Regions from separate parts of the Mus musculus genome. Here all the other regions are linked to region 3. The links are chromatin contacts, called in public Hi-C maps. All regions are on one chromosome and are shown on one strand. Each heading gives the region's core, a stretch centred on a gene start, on an enhancer-like site or on the middle of the called end of the contact. The rest is flanking DNA. Distances are from core to core; before and after follow the strand shown.

The links. Hi-C and Micro-C count contacts between places; a contact is called where the count stands out from the background.
Region 1: a contact with region 3 is called in a Hi-C map of bone marrow-derived macrophages, with 20 read pairs. The contact joins two enhancer-like sites. A contact is called at or near these places in 1 of 39 promoter capture datasets (the 3T3-L1 cell line), 3 of 15 datasets of contacts at CTCF or cohesin (embryonic stem cells, large pre-B cells and pro-B cells), 82 of 484 Hi-C or Micro-C datasets (the AML12 cell line, the C3H10T1/2 cell line, CD4 T cells and 48 more), 12 of 115 datasets of contacts at active chromatin or transcription factors (Th17 cells, astrocytes, bone marrow-derived dendritic cells and 8 more) and 2 of 9 other capture datasets (embryonic stem cells and embryonic tail).
Region 2: a Hi-C map of the N1E-115 cell line shows a contact between it and region 3, with 2.4 times the contacts expected there. The contact joins two enhancer-like sites. A contact is called at or near these places in 2 of 484 Hi-C or Micro-C datasets (the N1E-115 cell line and bone marrow-derived macrophages) and 1 of 115 datasets of contacts at active chromatin or transcription factors (astrocytes).

What each region holds. Positions count from the first base shown.
Region 1 is chr16:93,545,904-93,548,603 of GRCm38.p6, forward strand. No RefSeq gene overlaps it. Among named protein-coding and RNA genes, the nearest start is that of Gm30695, 16 kb to the left of the region's middle. Within about 2 kb of position 1,373, at least 22 of the 459 cell types and tissues checked have an H3K27ac peak or open chromatin away from gene starts, as enhancers often do. A contact at or near this core is called in bone marrow-derived macrophages, where this site is marked.
Region 2 is chr16:93,071,080-93,073,779 of GRCm38.p6, forward strand. No RefSeq gene overlaps it. Among named protein-coding and RNA genes, the nearest start is that of Gm30474, 60 kb to the right of the region's middle. Within about 2 kb of position 1,287, at least 53 of the 459 cell types and tissues checked have an H3K27ac peak or open chromatin away from gene starts, as enhancers often do. A contact at or near this core is called in the N1E-115 cell line, where this site is marked.
Region 3 is chr16:92,551,939-92,554,638 of GRCm38.p6, forward strand. No RefSeq gene overlaps it. Among named protein-coding and RNA genes, the nearest start is that of Gm30224, 43 kb to the right of the region's middle. Within about 2 kb of position 1,318, at least 31 of the 459 cell types and tissues checked have an H3K27ac peak or open chromatin away from gene starts, as enhancers often do. A contact at or near this core is called in the N1E-115 cell line and bone marrow-derived macrophages, where this site is marked.

The sequences.
Region 1 (2,700 bases), core at 123-2,622, 990 kb after region 3:
GGTCATCAAACAGCAACTGAAGTGGAACCATTGCCTCTGTGCTGAGAGGCTCAGTGCTGCGGAACACTGTGTTATGAATGCTAACAAGAGACACAACACTGCAGCAAATGAAAGGCAGAGCTTCTGAGGAACCCATGCTCCCCAACCCAAGATTGCCTTCCCGTGCTCCTCAATCCAAGACTGCCTGCCAGTGCTCCCCAACCCAAGACTCCCTGTGCTCCCCAGCCCAAGACTGCCTGTGCTCCCCAGCCCAAGACTGCCTGCCAGTGCTCCCCAATCCAAGACTGCCTGCCAGTGCTCCCCAACCCAAGACTGCCTGTGCTCCCCAACTCAAGACTGCCTGCCAGTGCTCCCCAACCCAAGGCTATCTCTTACAAACACCCTGACCAATGATCATGGATAGCCGAGCAGTGCAAGTCAGTTGTTAGGCCAACTACTGCCAAGCATTTCCTGGCAAAGCTTTGCTTCTCTTTCTGGTCTGAGATGCGTTGTTTGCTTGGTGAAATCCAAAGACATGAGAACCTCCTATGGTAAATGTTGATATAAGGAAAATGTCCTAGGTGACCAGCCGTATTTATCAAGGTATTATTTCCACCACCTGCATGGAGTTTACCAAGTAGGCGGGGTAGGGTCGCTATCTTGTGTGCGTTCAGCTTGAGTTGCCTGGATACCATGTCTTGGGCTCAACAGGGAACATAAATCTAACTGTGCCTCTCTTTACTTCAGCCATAGGAATTCCAAGTTAGATCATATCACCGGGCCACGTGAGCAAGCCCTATGCATTCTAACTCTCCGTGTGGCTTGCCCAAGCTGCCCTCTGCAACCAAAGGCAGGAAGCATCCCAATTAAAAAGATGTCTTAGAGTCTCATCATACATGGGCAGCTTTCAAGACTTCCTCCCTTCTCAGGCCTCGGTTTGAGGTCAATCACTTCTAATTGCTGGCGATAGAAAGGAGTTGATTGCTAATTCCCTTTCTGTAGCTAAATTGCTGGCACATGTTAATAACATCCTCGTAAGTTCCATTTGTGGTCGGCCATCAGGACCCATTAATTCTAAGATATGTTTGGCTTCCATAAACCAAAAACAGAGAGGGAATTTGGGGGAAAAAATCAGCCTAGAAAGGGGCATGGCTGTACATTCCATAGTAGAGATAAAACTTTACAGTTGTCACTACTGAGAAACCTTAAAATACTACCAAAAACTGTGAGAAAAAGTGTGTGTGTGTGTGTGTGAACATGAATGTGCCTGTATGTGCATGCATGTGTGTATGTGAATATGCAGGCATGCATGTACGTACATGGGCACCTGTGCGTGTATCTAGAGTGATCTGCTGTTGCCTAATTCTGCTCCTGGGTAGAGTGGGTGGAGATGGTAAGAAGAGGCTGCTGTAACCGATGACTGGTAGCAAGCTCAGCAGCAGAGAGCAACTGGGGGGGTGGGGAGGGCAGGAACTGCAGGGAGCAGAGGCAGCTGGGCTGAAAGGGGAAGCTGAGACAATGCAGAGTCAGGCCTTGGATGAGGGAAGGCTGCAAAGAGTTAAAGTTAAGAGGCAGCAGCAAAAGTTGATGCCAGCTGCTGCTATGAGCTAAGGGTCCCAACATCCAGAGCTTAAGAGATATGACCTGACCCACGGAATCCTGCTGCTATGATCCATACACGAGGGTGGTCCCACTGTCTGGGCCCAGGGCAGGAAGCCTCCCAGCCTGCGCCTCTTGTGGGGAGCTTGGGACTATATGCCCAGTCGTGGGGACCCAGATCTGGAACTCAGAGCTATATGCCTCTGGGTCTGTTAGTCCAGCCTACATCTGGGACAAAGAGACCCAGAAGTCCCACCGCCACTGTTTGCTTACTTACAATTTTAGCCTAAGAGGAGCAAAGGAACCCAGACTGTGCATCGGTAGCAGAAGAGAAAAGCCCACTCACCCCTGTACACTTTTTTTTGTAATTTTTTATGAGCCTATGATTATTCCCAAACATAAGGTTAAAGACAAAATAGAATGAGTTCCATGCAACCTGCTTTGTAACTTCACCGAGGTAGTGGGGACAGGTGCTTACATTCTCTGTCATACCCAACTTTCTGACCTCGCTACTGTCTACCCGGAGCCACTTCAGGAATCTAATTATGACTAGATGTTCCTCTTGGCTCCCTTCTAACCATTTACAAGCCAGATCACTGTGCATCCTCTCCAGAGACAGCTGGTCAGGACGAATATTGTAGCAGCTTGCACAGTTTCTCCCCGTCTCCCACACACAGGCCTCCCTAACCCCAAGCTATCACTACACTAAGCTGGATCATGGGCCAGGAGGAAATGCTTTGTTGACAGGCCAGTTGTCCCCTCAAGACTTCTGGTCAGCAGTAAAGCCCAGGGCATGCACACCCAAGACCACAGGCAAAGAACCACAAGCCAACATTTTCTGTCACCACATCCAAAGTATCTTCCTGTTATACAAAGAAGCAAGCCACCACACCACTGCCACCACCACATTCCTGATACCACCATACTGTCACCACCACATGGCCAGAACTGTACAAAGTGCACTTAATCAACAGAAAATATCTTCGTGTTATAACACTGGGATAATTTCTCATCCCTCTAAACTATCCCCACCCCCAGAGAATGTCTGACAGGACTGACTGGTTGGAGTTAAACAACCAGATTCAGATTTTCAAACAAACAAGCGAGCAACTATTCAGCTTC
Region 2 (2,700 bases), core at 37-2,536, 520 kb after region 3:
CCCTGTAGGCTGATGTTCTCATCAAAACCCATTTTGATACATCAAGACTCAAAGATATGGAGCAACAGAGTTGACAGAGAGACAGCAAAGAAGACGTGGAGTCCAGGCTCCCGACTGCTCAGGGCTGACCGGACAGGGTGGTCTTTTTCTGTTGCAAGACAAAAGCTCCAGATAGATCCGGTTCTCTGAGGATCTGGTTTCGCAGCTTCTCCCTGCACAGCCTCAGAGGTACCATGTGTGTTTTCTGGGTTGAGGTTCCTTCATCTGTAGCATGGTTTCTCAACCAGTGGTGATTGTGACCATTCCTACCAATCCCCAGGGACAACGTCTAAACTCATTGGGGGTCGGGGTTGGGGGGGGACACTATAGGGGAAGTATTATTAGTATCTGTGAAGAAGCCATGGCTGCTGCCCACTGCCATAAAAATCCCCATGACTGTCCCACAGCCAGGAACAATGTGACCCTGTGTCAATGCTGTTGAGGACGAGAGCCCGCCCTCTGTAGGTGTCATGTTCTACACATGTCCCTGATACCAGAAGGTATTCTGTGTGTTCTGGGGCCCAGTGAGTAGGAAACTATTCTAGCACTGACAAGACTTAAGCCACAGAGTTCTCTTGGGTGAGTCCTCTTGGGTGAGTCCTCTTGGGTGAGTCCCCTGAGTTCACATCAATGATCGGATCCACACCCTTCACCAAGAGCCCTGCTTTCTTTCAAGTAAAATTCCTGCTGGGTCTCAGGGATGCCTGGCCTGCTGGCAGCCAGCCCTCAGCTCCCATACTGTTTTATCCTGCAACCGTACCTCCTTCCCTGACTGGGTTTTGTCTTGGCTGCTCCTGGCATTGCCTCTGACAGCTGAGCTTATGGAGAGAGGAGGCTCCAGATAAAAATCCCCAGCATAGCCCCACCAGACTCCCGTAGCCTGACCCAGGCTCAGAGCAAGACAGACAGACATAGCTTTCTCTCCTCGGCTATCTGTATTTACTTTGAGAATCATTTCCTCTGCTCTGCTTGGTTTCCTGTGAGCACGCTTGCCTGCTCCGTTCTCTGTCTTTTTTTTATTTTTTATTTTTTGTTTATTTCTCTTTCTCATATCCCCCATTGATCAGATGCCCTGGAAATATTGCAGGAACAGTGTGTTCTCTGTAAGATTTGGTTACACTTTAATACTTCTCAGCAAAATGTTGCCTTGGAACACCCAAATACTAAAACTCCAGGCCTGCTCTGCTTATACTGGACAAGGTCTTCGGCACAGTCTGCGATTCACGCTGGATCCAGTCCCGCCTTAAAGGGCAAGCGCACCCAGGCTATGGCAGGAATGTGTCTTTGCAGGCAGATCTCTGGAGTCTCTCCTCAGAGAAGTGAGCAGGCAAAACAGACTCTGTGCTCCCTCGCTGTCCCCAGTGTGGCCCTTTACAGAGCCACAGGACCATGCTGATTCCAAGGCTGGCTTAAGCAGGCAGTTAAGCCTGTGTCACCGGCAGGACAGCCTCTTGTTACCTCAGACAGAACCTTAAAATTGTGGAATTTAGTCTGAAAACTAGTAAAACTCTTATGCTATGTTACTTTAAAAATTATTTTTAATATGTGTGAATATTTGCCTGCACGGATGTCTATGTGTGGGTAGTAGGGGACAGAAGAAGGCATCAGATCCCCTAGGGCTGGAGTTAAAGACAGTTGTGAGCCTCTGTGTGGGTGCTAGGAATTGAACCCAGGTCCCCTGGAAGAGGAGCAAGTGCTCTTAACCCCTGAGCCACCTCTCCGGCCCGCAATGGTACTGTTAAATAGAGCTGTTCAGGGAGATGCCGCATCCTTTCTTACGAGCTGTTCCCTTCCACTGCAGATCATGCTGAGTGCCCTGGGTACCGGGTGGATGAAGAACGTAATTTAGGAAGGAGTTGGCAGTGACAGTTGTGTTAAACTGCAGTCTTCAAAGGGACCAAATCCTTTGGGTGGGTCCTGGCCATGTTTCTGACCTTTGGCTACTTTCCGTTGATTTAAGAACAAAAGGTAAAGGCTGAGTAATTTATAAAGGAGAGAAGTTTATTTAGCTCATGGGGGCCTGAGAGGTCCAAGAGTATGAACCAGGGCCTGGTCTCTGCTTGGTGTCCAATGAGGGCTTCATGTTAAGTAGTCATAATGAAGTGTGTGGTGTAGCATGGAGCTAGAAAGTGTCCACTTCTTCTCTCATCTGCTCTTCCAAAACCCCTCAAGTCTCCCATGGATGTCACCCTGATAACCATAGCCAAGCTTAGCCACCTCCAATCCTCTGAGGTCCATGAACAGGAATTAGGGTTAAGGTGTCAACACATATACTTCCTGGATCCCGGTTCAAACCACTCTACTGATCCCAGTGACAGGATCCAGTTTCACAGGGACTCCAGTACTCTATTTTTTTATTCTTATTTTTTATTAGGTATTTTCTTCATTTACATTTCCAATGCTATCCCAACTTCCCCTATACCCTCCCCCTGCCATTCCCCTACCCACCCACTCCCACTTCTTGGCCCTGGCATTCCCCTGTACTAAGGCATATAAAGTTTGCAAGACCAATGGGCCTCTCTTTCCACAGATGGCGGACTAGGCCATCTTCTGCTACATATGCAGCTAGAGACACGAGCTCCAGGGGTACTGGTTAGTTCATATTGTTGTTGCACCTATAGGGTTGCAGATCCCTTTAGCTCCTTGGGTACTTTCTCTAGC
Region 3 (2,700 bases), core at 68-2,567:
ATGGCTGTTTTAAACTCTGTTAGAGACAGGCTCTGGTTCAATGGTCAATGCCAGTCTCTTTTGGCAGTGTCTTGCACTGACCCAAGCAGAGATGCAGAACATTTTGGATTAACTTGGATGGTTCGTGCTCATAAACAGTTGGCCAGCAGTATTTAGCGTGCTCTCTGAACTTTCAGATAATAAAAGGCTTACTTGGAATAAGCCTTTCGTCCTTTTAAACACTCCCAGAGCTGTGAGTGGTTGGAGGTACCCGAGTGTGGTCACTACGGGTGCTGAAGCTCCCAGACAGCCGTCCACATTCCTTTAAGGGCAGCCACCTCTAGACGGCTCATTTCCCGTAGTCGAGTGGTTGGTCTGCAATTTCTTTCTGGGATCCAGACAGTTAATTGTGACTCAAGATGACTGGGGAAAGAGCTGTGTAGCCTCCGGCGAGTTATTTAATTTTGTTGAATCTTAGTTTGCTCATCTGTAAAAGATCCCCCCCCCACCTCTTCCCCCAACACCCCGCTCAGCTCTTGGAACTCTGATAAAGATGTTCATGAAAATACAGGAAAACATGAAAAACGGGCAAAAGCGTTTATCAGGCTTTCTCCCAAGACACTGTGCTTAGTTTTTGCATCGGACACAGTGAACACAAAATTTGTGGGGTGGATGGATGGATGGTGGTGGTGGTGTTAAGAATTTGTGCAACCGTTGAAATGTTAAGGAAATAGGCCACCGTATGCTGACCAGGGCCTGGTAGGCTGGGAGTTGGGTCAGTGCTGGTTGGATGGAGAACTAGCCTCCTTTCCTCTCCAAGTCCCTCACCTGTTATTTTGACTTTGAGAGAAGAAATGGAAATGAAATCATTTTGACTCTGAACAGAGCAGTATTGCGGAGGGCTACACAACTCCCAAATAATTTTAACAGTAACCGTCCTGGGTGCTTCTCATCCCTCCCCAAAAGAAGTCCCTCAAAAGAGCCTGGGAAGGGGTCTTGTCTGAGTCCAGATCACTTCAGAAGCCATAACGAAGCACAGGGCACTCACATCCAGTCTGAGTCACTTCCTCCAGCAGATAATACGCGTGACGAGCCGAGCAAGACGAGCCGAGCAAGACGAGCCGAGCAAGGCACAAGCCGTATTTCTGCCGTCTGAACCTCAGCTGCTCTCTCTCTTATCTTCCAGATAGTGAGCCACCATTATAGGTGACTGCAGATCTGAAGAGAAACTCAGCTCCCTGAAGCAGCCAGAATTCTGGGAGACTCAGAAGAGGAAGGGCAGAGGAAATGTCTAGTGTGTTGATGGTTGTCTCCTTAGTCACTCATTTTCTGAATAGCTTCAGCTGAGAAACGTTTACAAGACCCAGGAAAGAGAAGAGACGTGCCCAGCAGACTGAATTACCCTGCCTGTACTTTTCAGCTCTGGTCTCTCACAGTCAGGTGCTGTGCTCCATCCCTGGGGATGCTCCTTATGAACCTGAGCTTTCAGTTCTTGGTTGTCAGTGTCCCCAGAGGTCCCAAGGCTTGGTCTCAGGGGCTGGCAGAGCTGGAAGGCAGCCGAGGGGTTAGAACCTGACAATTCTGACTCAACAGTGACAAATGGGTCCTCTATGAAACACATTGAATGTCAGTCCCAAAGTGTTGAAGTTCTACCTTCTAAGAATTTTATTTTTAATAGATACATAATTGGACCTATCTTTATAGGCTTGATACATTTTATATGTTGAGTAATAATCAAATTAGGGTATTTCTCTTCTTTTTGATGAGAATAATCCAAACCATTTCTTCCAGGTGTGAGGTGTGTCTGATGTGGTGCTGTTTCCGATCTCCTTGCTGTGTATCAAAGGACCAGGACGTATTTGTATTCTGCCTTCCCAGCTCTAACTTGCAGAACTGACTGGTTATCATCCTCTCTCTCCAGTGCCCCCAGCCTCTGCTATCTATAATTCTAGTCTTGTCCATGACATCAGGGTCGTTGTCCTCCCCTGCCAGGCAGGCTTGCTTTTGTATCATCACCCCCTAAAGATTACCACATGGAACATGGTTTCCCATCACCATCTCTGAAGGTAGACATTTCATTATTGGCTTTTTATTTTGAGACAAGAGAACTAGCTTAGTAAATCTTCTCCCATGAAGATGTCTGGGAACTGATGTGTCCTCATGTGCTTGTCACAGGTGGAGATCCTTTTAGGAAGAGACACCTCCTGCTTGGTGATGCTAATGAGCACGGTAGATACTCCTTTCTGGGAAAGTATCTGAAGGCATCCAGGAGGCCAGGAAGGACCACGTGGCATTGAGATGGATCTAATACTGGGATGTATGGAGGGTGACACAGTTCCTTCTTACGGAGTTAGTGTCCCTCAGAGCCTGGACCTCAGGATGTCATCCCAGCTTAGGCTAGGCTCCAGTTCCCCATGCAAACTGGCCTGGCTTTCTTCAAGTCAGCTTTCCGCATTGGTGTGTTATCTGGTCTCTGTTTCTTTCCCTTGTACTCAGTTCTTCCTTGGGGCCCAGCAACAACTAGAATTGAGCTCCATGATGTGAACAGTGGTCGTCGTTCTGAGTCACCTAAGATCTTATCACCGAGGATGACTCAAGGGTCTTTTGAGGGCTTGGATTACGTATCCCTAGTCTCTTATCTGGTCATAGCTGATGACCATGGGTCGTGGCGAATATTCTCAAAATGTGTTTCTTGGAGAGGCCAGCAGTGGCCTCTGTTGG